Linked DNA regions of Zea mays: regions 1, 2 and 4 are each linked to region 3. Evidence: chromatin contacts called from public Hi-C data. All regions are on one chromosome and are shown on one strand. Each heading gives the region's core, a stretch centred on a gene start, on an enhancer-like site or on the middle of the called end of the contact. The rest is flanking DNA. Distances are from core to core; before and after follow the strand shown.

The links. Hi-C and Micro-C count contacts between places; a contact is called where the count stands out from the background.
Region 1: a contact with region 3 is called in a Hi-C map of leaf, with 5 times the contacts expected there. The contact joins the promoter of LOC542734 here to the promoter of LOC100283272 in region 3. A contact is called at or near these places in 2 of 25 Hi-C or Micro-C datasets (leaf and tassel).
Region 2: a contact with region 3 is called in a Hi-C map of leaf, with 7 times the contacts expected there. The contact joins the promoter of LOC103644142 here to the promoter of LOC100283272 in region 3. A contact is called at or near these places in 6 of 25 Hi-C or Micro-C datasets (bundle sheath, ear, leaf and 3 more).
Region 4: a Hi-C map of leaf shows a contact between it and region 3, with 5 times the contacts expected there. The contact joins the promoter of LOC100281398 here to the promoter of LOC100283272 in region 3. A contact is called at or near these places in 8 of 25 Hi-C or Micro-C datasets (bundle sheath, ear, endosperm and 2 more).

What each region holds. Positions count from the first base shown.
Region 1 is chr1:292,130,507-292,133,206 of Zm-B73-REFERENCE-NAM-5.0, reverse strand. LOC542734 (glutathione transferase 5) reads left to right here and starts at 1,447. Exons shown (of 1, transcript NM_001156414.2): 1 at 1,447-2,495. The coding sequence starts at 1,690. The coding sequence ends at 2,364.
Region 2 is chr1:292,557,205-292,559,904 of Zm-B73-REFERENCE-NAM-5.0, reverse strand. It overlaps LOC103644142 (trafficking protein particle complex subunit 8), which reads right to left and starts at 1,267. Exons shown (of 29, transcript XM_008667340.4): 1 at 1,052-1,267; 2 at 783-968; 3 at 569-663; 4 at 387-486. The coding sequence starts at 942.
Region 3 is chr1:292,318,050-292,320,749 of Zm-B73-REFERENCE-NAM-5.0, reverse strand. It overlaps LOC100283272, which reads right to left and starts at 1,251. Exons shown (of 5, transcript NM_001369528.1): 1 at 1,094-1,251. The coding sequence starts at 1,103.
Region 4 is chr1:292,096,254-292,098,953 of Zm-B73-REFERENCE-NAM-5.0, reverse strand. LOC100281398 reads right to left here and starts at 1,396. Exons shown (of 2, transcript NM_001154316.2): 1 at 1-1,396. The coding sequence starts at 949.

The DNA of each region.
Region 1 (2,700 bases), core at 198-2,697, 190 kb after region 3:
CTCCTTTTTAGTTAGTTGTTTAGATTCATGCAGAACAAATATAGATCATGTTTGGTTGTCCAGATCAATACAAAGATAGGATAAATTAAATAAATAAATCTTTATAATTTATATAGTAAGTGTAGTCTAGTTCTGTTAGATCTAAAATTGGTTTAAGGATTAAACATTTCAACTAAGATATATGATGAAAAAATACAATAAAACATTTTAGTAACGTGTGCCCTGACTCACATGTGGACTCAGCCTGTGCCTGCAGCCATGCTCCTCACGCGCGCATCGAAAGAGCCTGGCTAGGAGCTAAGTTTTGCATGTCTAGAGTCTAGTTGGTCCATGCATGAAACCAAACAAGAGATGCTTTAAGTATCCGCGGTTATAGATACTTGGCAGATGCATGGAACCAATTATACGGATAGTGTTTATAAAAATTTCGGAAAAGCGATGGCTGTGTAGGAAAAGGGGCTTGGTGTTAAGAAAGCGGACGAGGAAACGAACCAAGAACGACTGATCCGCTACTGCTTGGCCGCCTGATAAGGAGCGTGTCCCGGTAAGCATCAATGGCTTCGAAGGTTGGCCCAATGGGAATCGCGGTCGCTCCTGAGACAATAGAGCGAGGGGAAGTGGGCACACTAGCAGCTAGGACCCTAGTGCACGAGCGCTAAGGACGTTCCTAGATCGCGTTTGAGTTTTAGGAGACGCTTGACTCATGGTTTATCGTGGAGAGAGGCAGCATACCATTGGCCCCAATCGAATGGAGGCAGTAAATGAGTTGGCACCATGAAGTATGAGAACGGTTACCAGTTAACCCCGTGCTTGGCTCCTGCGAAAGGAACCAGGGCTTCACCCGGATTACCCGTTTGTAACTCATCAATCTCTATAAACTGGATCATCGAGGGACGTATGATACCGCTCACTTTTTTTTTCCTTTCGAGCGGATGGGACACATGAGAAAGATCTGTCATGACATTTTAAAATCATAGTATTCTGAAACTATGGTTTTGAAATGCTTTGCTTTCAAAGACGGCCTAAATTATTGATGTAAAAAAATCAACGCAATAAATAGAGTTTGTATAATCTTTCTGAAAATCTTTAGAGAGGACGGAAGGATTGATTTGAAAAATAATACTTTTAGAAAGATCCACTCATCTACATACTTGTATTGCACATTCTGGGTCCAGCAGGTCTGAAGGCGGCAGGGCATGGAAGCACTCGTGGATCCAATCTCCCATTCTCGCCTATCGTCATCCCATACATCCTGTCCTCCCCTCCGGCCCTCCCGGATGTGCGATGGCAGTCCCGATCTTCTGTGGCCACCACGCCCTGCAACTCGTGCCAGGCGCGGTTCGCGTTCACGATACAGAGGCAAACCGTGCCGTGACGTCACCCGTGACACCGCAGGCTTGCATCCCCGTGCGAACTTTTCCCCGCCGAGACGCACTAGCCACAGCCCACAGACAGGGGAGACTAGTTGAGACTGGACTGGAGACCAACTTCCGGAACCTCCTCGAGCGTGGTTGAAGCTCTGCTCCACCCTCTCGCTATCGGTTCCTATAAATAAAGCAAGAGCCCCTCGTCGATCCTCACCTCCACAGCTAGCATCGATCCGCCATTGCTCACCGCACAAGTGCACGCTCACCTCACACACGCAGCTAAGTAGCTAACGCCGTAGGCGAGAACAAGAAAAGGCTCGACATGGCCGAGGAGAAGAAGCAGGGCCTGCAGCTGCTGGACTTCTGGGTGAGCCCATTCGGGCAGCGCTGCCGCATCGCGCTGGACGAGAAGGGCCTGGCCTACGAGTACCTGGAGCAGGACCTGAGGAACAAGAGCGAGCTGCTCCTCCGCGCCAACCCGGTGCACAAGAAGATCCCCGTGCTGCTGCACGACGGCCGCCCCGTCTGCGAGTCCCTCGTCATCGTGCAGTACCTCGACGAGGCGTTCCCGGAGGCGGCGCCGGCGCTGCTCCCCGCCGACCCCTACGCGCGCGCGCAGGCCCGCTTCTGGGCGGACTACGTCGACAAGAAGCTGTACGACTGCGGCACCCGGCTGTGGAAGCTCAAGGGGGACGGCCAGGCGCAGGCGCGCGCCGAGATGGTCGAGATCCTCCGCACGCTGGAGGGCGCGCTCGGCGACGGGCCCTTCTTCGGTGGCGACGCCCTCGGCTTCGTCGACGTCGCGCTCGTGCCCTTCACGTCCTGGTTCCTCGCCTACGACCGCTTCGGCGGCGTCAGCGTGGAGAAGGAGTGCCCGAGGCTGGCCGCCTGGGCCAAGCGCTGCGCCGAGCGCCCCAGCGTCGCCAAGAACCTCTACCCGCCCGAGAAGGTCTACGACTTCGTCTGCGGGATGAAGAAGAGGCTGGGCATCGAGTAGAGCATCCATCGGTCGGCCGGTGGCTGGCCGGGAGTAATAATGACGAACCAATAATCTAGTTTTGGTTTTAGTGTGCTCAGCAGAGCAGTTCGTGTTCATGAGTTCGTCGTCGTTGTATTTTCTATTGTCAGCGGTGGCAGCGCCGTACGTGTTGCCTCGTACACCACAACCGAATAAATGGTTATGAATTTCTTCTTGTTGTCTTCACAGTTCGTCGGCTTTGGTTCTTGTGTGCTTTCGAGATGCGCTGGCACCTGGCAGTACTCGTCGCCGCCAATAGCGCGTCTTGAGCGTTTGGCATTTGCGATACAACGATGCGACCTCGTTCCATTTCGA
Region 2 (2,700 bases), core at 18-2,517, 240 kb before region 3:
CGTTATCATCAACCTCTACGCAAGCCTCACCAGTGGCCGCACTTCCCTGCCGCCACAACATGCACAACAATGCTGAAGTGGCAAGCAAAATGACCTTGTGTAATCAATTGAGGTCACTTTCCTACTTTATTTAGAACTTTACATAGTTCGATAGTAGTTCGACTCTAATTTTGCAATATATACTGATTTCCTAATTCTATGGCTAATCAACTAGTTTTCTGCTGCCTATCTTACTCTGCTTCCCCACCTGAAAAAAGAAATCTTTGTCGCCCTTCACCACTAATCCAATTATCAGAGAAACACAGCAATGTGAACTTCATTGGAGAGGACCTAGAAAAGTGCATTCATATATTATCATTATATATAAGCAAAGCACAGAATCTCACTTCCAAGTACATCTTCAGCCTGAGGCGGGTCTGAAAGCAAATCCGGAAGAGCCTTCTCATTGGCCTCAGAAACTACAGGCTTAATCTTCTCGTCTGCCACCTGTTCCCAAACATCGAGGTCATCAAACACCGAAGTAGCTACATACACCTAGGATAGCAACGTCAGAATGTTTGAGGATCACCTCGCAGTCCTCCTTCCGGACGTCGGACGCGTAAACCATCCGGATCTTAAACATTTGCAGCCTGTACGGAACCTCGCTCGCCGTCCGCACGGGCACTGCTCAGTCGCGGGCACAGAGACAGAACCCTCCATGAGATCACAAAACCAAAACAAACGAGAAGCAAACAAAGTACAGCACAGGGTCATCTGAAACCAAGCATTTAGAGGCCAGTTACCGTCGATTTTTTTGAAGAGCGAGAACGGGGAGAGCATGTCGACGAAGCTGAGGCCGTTCTTACGGCAGGCGGCCTCGGCGAGCGGTGTGGACAGCACCATCACCACCGGTGTGATCTCTTCGAGGAGGATCCGGCCCAGGTAGCTCCGGAGCGGATCCATAGGTCCAAAACCCTAGCGGCGCTGGTCTGAATGGCGGATGAGCCAAATTTAGCGGCGTGACTGACTCGGGTGGGAGGCGCGAGCTGGGGTTTCGATGTGGATAACCAACCTTTACTGATACCGGCGTACGCGGGGCCGCCGGAGAACGGTGATCTCCGGCGACCGCGAGCTCGGTGAGCGGTGGTGGGCGGTGGGCGGTGGTGGTGATCTGATCTGGGAGAGCGCCAGGTAGAGAAGACGACGAGTCGACGACTGGCCGTACAGCACAGCCTGCACGGTTTCCATACTTGGGCTTCAAGGGATGCTTTGTGGGCCTTGAAAGGCCATCTATACACTTAGTCTTGTTGATTTTTTTTCTAAAATGGCGTTTGGTTTGCTTGAGATTTTTGAAATCTCATTTTGCACAAAATCCAATGTACTATTCTAGAATTCAGCTGAAACTAGATTTTATCGATATAGATTTTACATTTACATTCGAACACACTACTCTAGGAATAATATCCAATGTGTTTGATTTATTATGAGATATTTTTTATTTGGACTAAAAAATCTCATGAGAACCAAATAGGCTCATAATTTTATGATCCAAGCAGCTCGTTTATTAAAAAATGGCGACAGTTTTTATTGTTCTAATCGCATAAGTGGCTAACCCAGAGAAGGTATCACGTTTTGGCTCAATATAGTGTATAAGATGATTTCAAAAATGCTAGTTAAGGTCATTGTCGATACATACTTTTATCGAGCTGTGTTCAAGGTTTGCCACGTCAATATTTATTTAGATAACGATATATTAAAAATATCATCCACATAGAACTCTCTGTTTATCATTTCCTAGAAAACTCTCTCTTATCTTTCTTCGTTAAAATACATATCATATCATTATGCTTCCATATATGACATGCATTTAATGAGAATGAAACTCTCATAAAATTCCCGAATGGCCTAATAGATTAAAAGCTACCTTTCCTGACATTATTAGTGAGCATCAAAGCGCTTTTGTACATGTCCGTTTAATCATAGGCTCATAGCTAGGGATGATAATAGGCTCTAAATTTTATACTATAAAATTTAAGGATCGGATCCAAATAAGATCGGACTCTATTTCTATTTATTTTTGAATTAAAACTAATTTAGTGCTCTAAAGGATTATGAAGAAATATTTGGATCGTGATCCATTACCACCTCTAATCACATATCCTCTTGGAATATGAATATGTGCATACTATAAAAATGAAGAAAGGAAAAAGTGGAGTATGTGTTGTCAAGCAGGGCTAGTCCGAGCAATAAGGTGGTTGGGTGAGAGAGAAATAGAGGCCATGTATCTAATATTATATATGTGCAATATTTTTTTCCTTACAAAAGCTATTAAATGGCATCGATTGTTTATGTTGGACCTGGCATACGTTGCTCCATGTGTCGTTTGAACTCTCCTCGTCATTGTTCCTTTTTATGTCTTTGTATTGTGGGATCTATATGTCAACACTACTTTTCAGATATTGGGAGGTGCGCGTGAATTTCTAATGTATGTTTCATTTCCTTCCTCTTTTACAACTTCTCTAGTCTTCCTCTTGGTGTTGTTATTTCATAGTGACATGTGACTAGCAATTTCTAGTGTTTGATAATGTTTGTTGCTTCTGCTACCTTGGCCTCCTAGTAAATCTTCGTTGTTAAGTTTGTTTTCATGTTTTATTTGATTATCTAGATTTTGGCATTGGTTGGAGCACGGAGGATCCATGACATTGTTTTGTGTTATTTGAT
Region 3 (2,700 bases), core at 2-2,501:
GGTGTCATAAATATTAATATTTTTACCTATATATTTGGTCAGAAGTAGTAAACAATACAGAATGGGGGTCAAATAAAGTTCCTCCTTAAGAAGAAAACAAAACTACAGTGAGGAATGTGCTAAAAAATACAAGCACTAGTTCAAGCCCTGATGGCCTCAAGCCTGATCATTAATTGAATTCGCAACATGTGCGTAACCAAAGCCCATGAACATGGTGAGACTTCAATATTTTGGTTCCTCAATATGTAGGCAATGTACATCACAGATGCCACATCCATCGCTAATACATGTAAGGACAGGTACACAAAATACCAGAATGCTTATATTAGTGCTTGCAAAGCACATATTGATGACTTTTGACAATACAACACACACATTAGTCTTGTCACCCTAGGTTTTACATTACATCTACACCAGTACTAGACATCTAGTACCAAATGATTCAGATGGACTTACCTACATCTAGCGAATGGAGTATATAAAGAATGAGAAATCCTGGCATAAAAGCAAGCACAAGGCTAAAGCTCATAACCATATCCCGTTTCTCCGTGAAATACAGGATCCCAACAAGCGCATCAGTGTTTAAAACCACAGAAGTCCACGAGTCACGGCTTAGGTAAAAGGCATCGTGGAAGGCAGCAAGTTCATCCTAAGCTAAACAATCCGTCAAGGCTGACACCTCGTCTTTACGCGTGCCCTTATCTTAATCGCATCGATTTTCCTTCGACGGCCGGCTGGAGTAGCATATCTAGCAATAGGCCCGGCGAGACTCTCGGCGCGAAACCAAGAAGAGCCCTTCCTATAAACATTCACAGGAGCAATAGTATCCCCAAGCACCGCTACCCAGCCCCAGCCCCAGCGGCACCGAAGCCTAACCGACCGGACACGCCCACCGCCGCGGAGCTTCCCAACCCAATCCGACCACCGATCGGGCCGAAATTGGGCACGAATTCGACGGATTCCTCACCCTCGTCCCGGCGACCAGACGATCCACCAACCGGCCGGATCGAGTCGGCGACGCGCGCAGCCGATCAATCAGACACGCGTAAGCACGGCAGGAGAGGGGGCTCCGACATGGAGGGCGTCGACGAACCTGCTACCATGGCGTGCGCCGCGTCGGCCGTTGGTTCGGCTCGATCAGGCGGCCGCTTCTCGGCCCACTCCACCTGGATTGCTCCGCCCAAGGCCGCGGTCGACCAAAAGCGGACAAGACAGAGAGGGGGGAGGTGAAGCGTCCAGGGCCAGCCGAGCCGAACGAGCCGCCCACGCAGCTTCGCCCGCGTGCCGCTGTCGCCTCGGCGCCCAAGGGAGTTTCGGGTAGCCGAGTCGAACGCGGAGAAGTCAACATGACTGGACTGGGTCGTTTCACGCTGGCCTGGCCTGGCCTGGCTTTTTTTTGGGCGTTTGGTAGCGTTGGGATTTTTTAGGTGCGCCGGGAATTCGGCCCAAGGTCAGAGCGTTCGGCCCCAAAATCTCATTCAGTGATAATTCGAGATCAGAGCCCAACAGATGAAAAGTTTCGCAAACCACTATTCTGTTTTTTAGCAAAGCAAAAAAAAAAAAAAAAAACTGTGCAGTGATAAGCGAATGCCCCGAAGATGTACGAGATAATTGATTTTTTGCCACTCACGTCTTTTTGTTATAATTACCACTGTGTCTATAAATTGTGGGTCCAGCTGAGTCTATAAAATGTGGGTCTGATGACAATTTTACAAACCTATTTTTTGCTGATAGCAAATATCAGAATCTCTCAAGATGTACAAAATAAAAGATCTACTTTTACTCTCTTTATTAGCAGCGGTCCTTATTTCCCCGGGGATTTTCTTGGACCATTCGGTTGCGTCTTGATCAAATGGAATTAAAAAAGATTAAATCCGCTTACATTCAATTTTAATTAGGGAGGAATTCAACCCCTTCGTTCCAAACATAACCGAACAATCCCTGGCCCCGTTTGTTTCCTTTCATTTCGAGGAATTGGAATCTTACTAATGGAATAGGCTAATTTTTTAGAATATGACATTCCACCACTTTCCAAAGTTATCATATAAGCCTATCTCAAATTCATGGGGTGAGAGATGGAAATTGATTCTATAGATTTACATGCTAATTTTCCGATGTATAACTTATAGCACACTCTTCTACCTGCACCTCTATAACATAAATATACTATATAACTAACTCTCTCATATGATTTAGGATAATATACAAATATATTATATATATAAATATATAAACTTAATTAGTTTTGTCTAAATTATAATTATTAAAATTGAATTCAATTCCAACGAAACAAACGGGCCCTTAGTACTGGTTTGGTGACCATGGAATTAATTCACTTCAATTCCTTTCGTTCACTTTTGAATAGCAAGGTAATTCTTTCTCATAGACCCCCTCTAATTATCTAGTGACCAAATTAGCCCTTAGGGTTAGTTTGAAATTTTATATCCCCTCTGATATTGTCAAGGATTGAGTGGAAAATTAGCTCATTTTTTCTCTCAATCTTCGAGAATCTCGAAGAGATTTAATTTTCCAAACTAGCACTTATTGTATCAAAGTTTAACAAGAGAATCCCTTCAATACCATCTAAACTTATACCAATTCCTTCAATGTCATAAGAATTTATAGCTTCTCTTCAATGCCATCAAATTTAAATTTTAATCCCTTGAATTCCATCGTCGTTACTTTGAAGCTAACGTCGTT
Region 4 (2,700 bases), core at 147-2,646, 220 kb after region 3:
TGGCACCCAAGAAACCCGAGGACATGGAAAAACTGAGGCTGTAGTCCCCGGCGCCAGACGAGGACGCCGCCGAAGTGTCCTGACCGAGCGAGAAGTGAGGCATCTCGATGGGGATGGTGAAGTCGAAAGGCTGTGCCGGCACCAGGCCGAACGGAGGCGCATTGCCAAACTTGGCGGCGGCGGGGCCAGAAAAGGCGTGCGTCGCCGTCGACAGCCCGTGCGCGCCTTTCCCGTTGTGCGCAATGCCGACGCGGTCGGCGCCGGCGCCGGCGGAGACGTTGGGCTGCTGATGCCACGACTGCCTATGTTCGCCGGCGCTAATGGCGCCGGCCGACGCCACCCCGGTGAGCAGCTCGGTGAAGGACGCGGCCTGCGCCGAGGTGCTGGCCACGGTGACCACCCTGTCCTGCGCGGCGGCGCCCCCACGGCCGTCGGAGCGCGAGAGCGAGAGCTCGGACCCCTTGCTCGTCTCCGACGTGCTGCTGCCCGCGGACTTGCTCCCCTGCTGCTGCTGCTTATCATTGCCGGCGGCATCCGCGCCGCCCGGCGCGGGAAGGGCGGCGAAGGCGGCCGGGTCGAGCTCCGGGAGCTTCTCGATGGCGGAGGCGGCGGCGTTGATGAGCCATTCGATGGCCTTGCTGGGCTGGTCGAAGCCGAGGCGGTCCTGCAGGTCGTAGAACTGGATGGCGGTGGGCGCCGACAGGCGCACGCGGCGGTCGCGGATGCCCTTGGTCGTGTACACCTTGCTGTGGCGGTCCTTGCCCCCGCTCGCCCCCACGCGGTAGATCCGGGACCCCGCCCCCGGGCCCGGCGGCGGCGGGAGCGGCGGCGGCTGACCCCACGCCGCCGCTTCCGTCTCGCTGCCCTTCACGGCGCCGCCGCGCGCGCGCTTGGCGCCCTGATGGGAGCGGCCCGCTGGCGCGCCGTCGCCCACGGCTGCTGCCTCCATTCCCTACAACCGCCGCCGCCGCAAGCGCTGCTCATAGGCTGGCTGCTGGCGCGGCGAGTGCCGTGACCGTGAGAGGAATGCGACGCTTTTATGAGGGAGCACTAGGCCTGGCGGCGTGGGCTGGCGCCTGGCGGTTTTCGGCTCGGTGCCTGTCGCTGCTGGAATGCGGCAACGGCTGGTGCTCCCCGGCGTGCTGCTTGCTGGTCATGCGCGCCGGCCACGTCCAGCCATCGGCCCGGCTGCTGTGCTGCTGTCTTATCCCTACGCTGCCCGCGCCTAGTGCATCGCCCGTGCTCCTACAATCGTGCCAGCATTTTTCTCCGGCTCTGGCACGCGCTGGCACACTGGACTGGACACTCGCTGCTCGGCTGCAAGCTCGCTGCCACTGTATCACCGTCTCTCTCCTCACGCTCGGGGCGCTGCGGAGCGGCAGAAGCTGATTGCTGGTGCCGCTGCGGGTAGGGGCAGAGGGCCAGACCGCCAGAGGGTAGCGGGAGACAGCGGCGGCAGGCAGGCTTGTACGGGGGCCGGCCGGCCCGGTGTCAGATCTGCCGTCTGCGTCACTGCACTGCACTGCCCTCAGTGCCCTGCCGTATGCCCCGCTACAGCCCCTACTACCCCGCACCGCAGCGCCCTGGTCACTGAGGCGTGAACGCACTGTACTGTGGGCTAGAGAGTGACGCCGCTGCCGACCTGCCGTACGGCGCCGAGTGCCGTGCCCGTGCCGTGCGTAAGGCTATCCGCAATCGTTACCCCTAAATTTTTCCCCCTATATCACTTTCCCCCCTATTTTCCCCTATTTTTCCATCTCTCGCAGCGGTTCCCCCTAAATACTTCCCCTATACCCCACTACCACTATAAAATATCATTTTCTATACCAACTATCAATTTTTTATCTACTAACAATTACTCGTGGACCCACAGCACAGTGTTTAGGGTGATGAACAGTGACACGCTAGATTGAGGGGGAGAGAGAGGAGGACGACGGGCTAGGGGGCGGTGCAGGGGGCACCGCTGCGCGCGTGGAGCGCCCCCTGCACGCGCCATGCAAGGGGAGGGGGCTGCGTAGGGGCAGCCTTTGCGGTCAGTCTAACGGATAGCGTTTCTGTGCACTTGCCTTTGCAGGAAAAAATTATATACATACATGATACAAAACCATTCGCTTGCGTCTCTTTACATTTACCAGCTGCGGGTAAATATAGATAAAAGTAATAAGAACTCCTAAACAGTTATGGCTTCTGATTGTGTGGGTCTTGGGACGAGAAATGTGGGCTTAGAGAGTGTAATATCTTGTTAAGTATGTTAAGTATGTCTTGAATGGCTACAGGACAGGTATTTATAGGGATAACGGGGGATTGCTAGATCTAACTACAGTTATATCTTTGACTACTAATCCTACAACGGGGTAATCACAATACTATTGGTGCAAGTCTCCGTGTTACATCAGAATTGGTACCCTCTTTAGTCACTGACAGATGAATCTGGAGTAGTTGATTGTCGTCTTGCTGTGGTCGTACGACGCAAGGATTTGGCGCCTGCCTTCCTGTCCTTGCCCATGGAGACGTGGACCTGTTGCTATTACCGATACGACGAAGTTGATCACCTTCGACTATACATTAGGGCTTAGTGAGGTATTCCAACCTTTTCGTAGGTGAGTTCACCCGGTTGAGCTCGTCGTAGGGGCGGATCCCATGGTCTTTAGGATCCATCACTGTCCTCCGCCTCTTTCCTATTAGAATGGCCCGGCACCA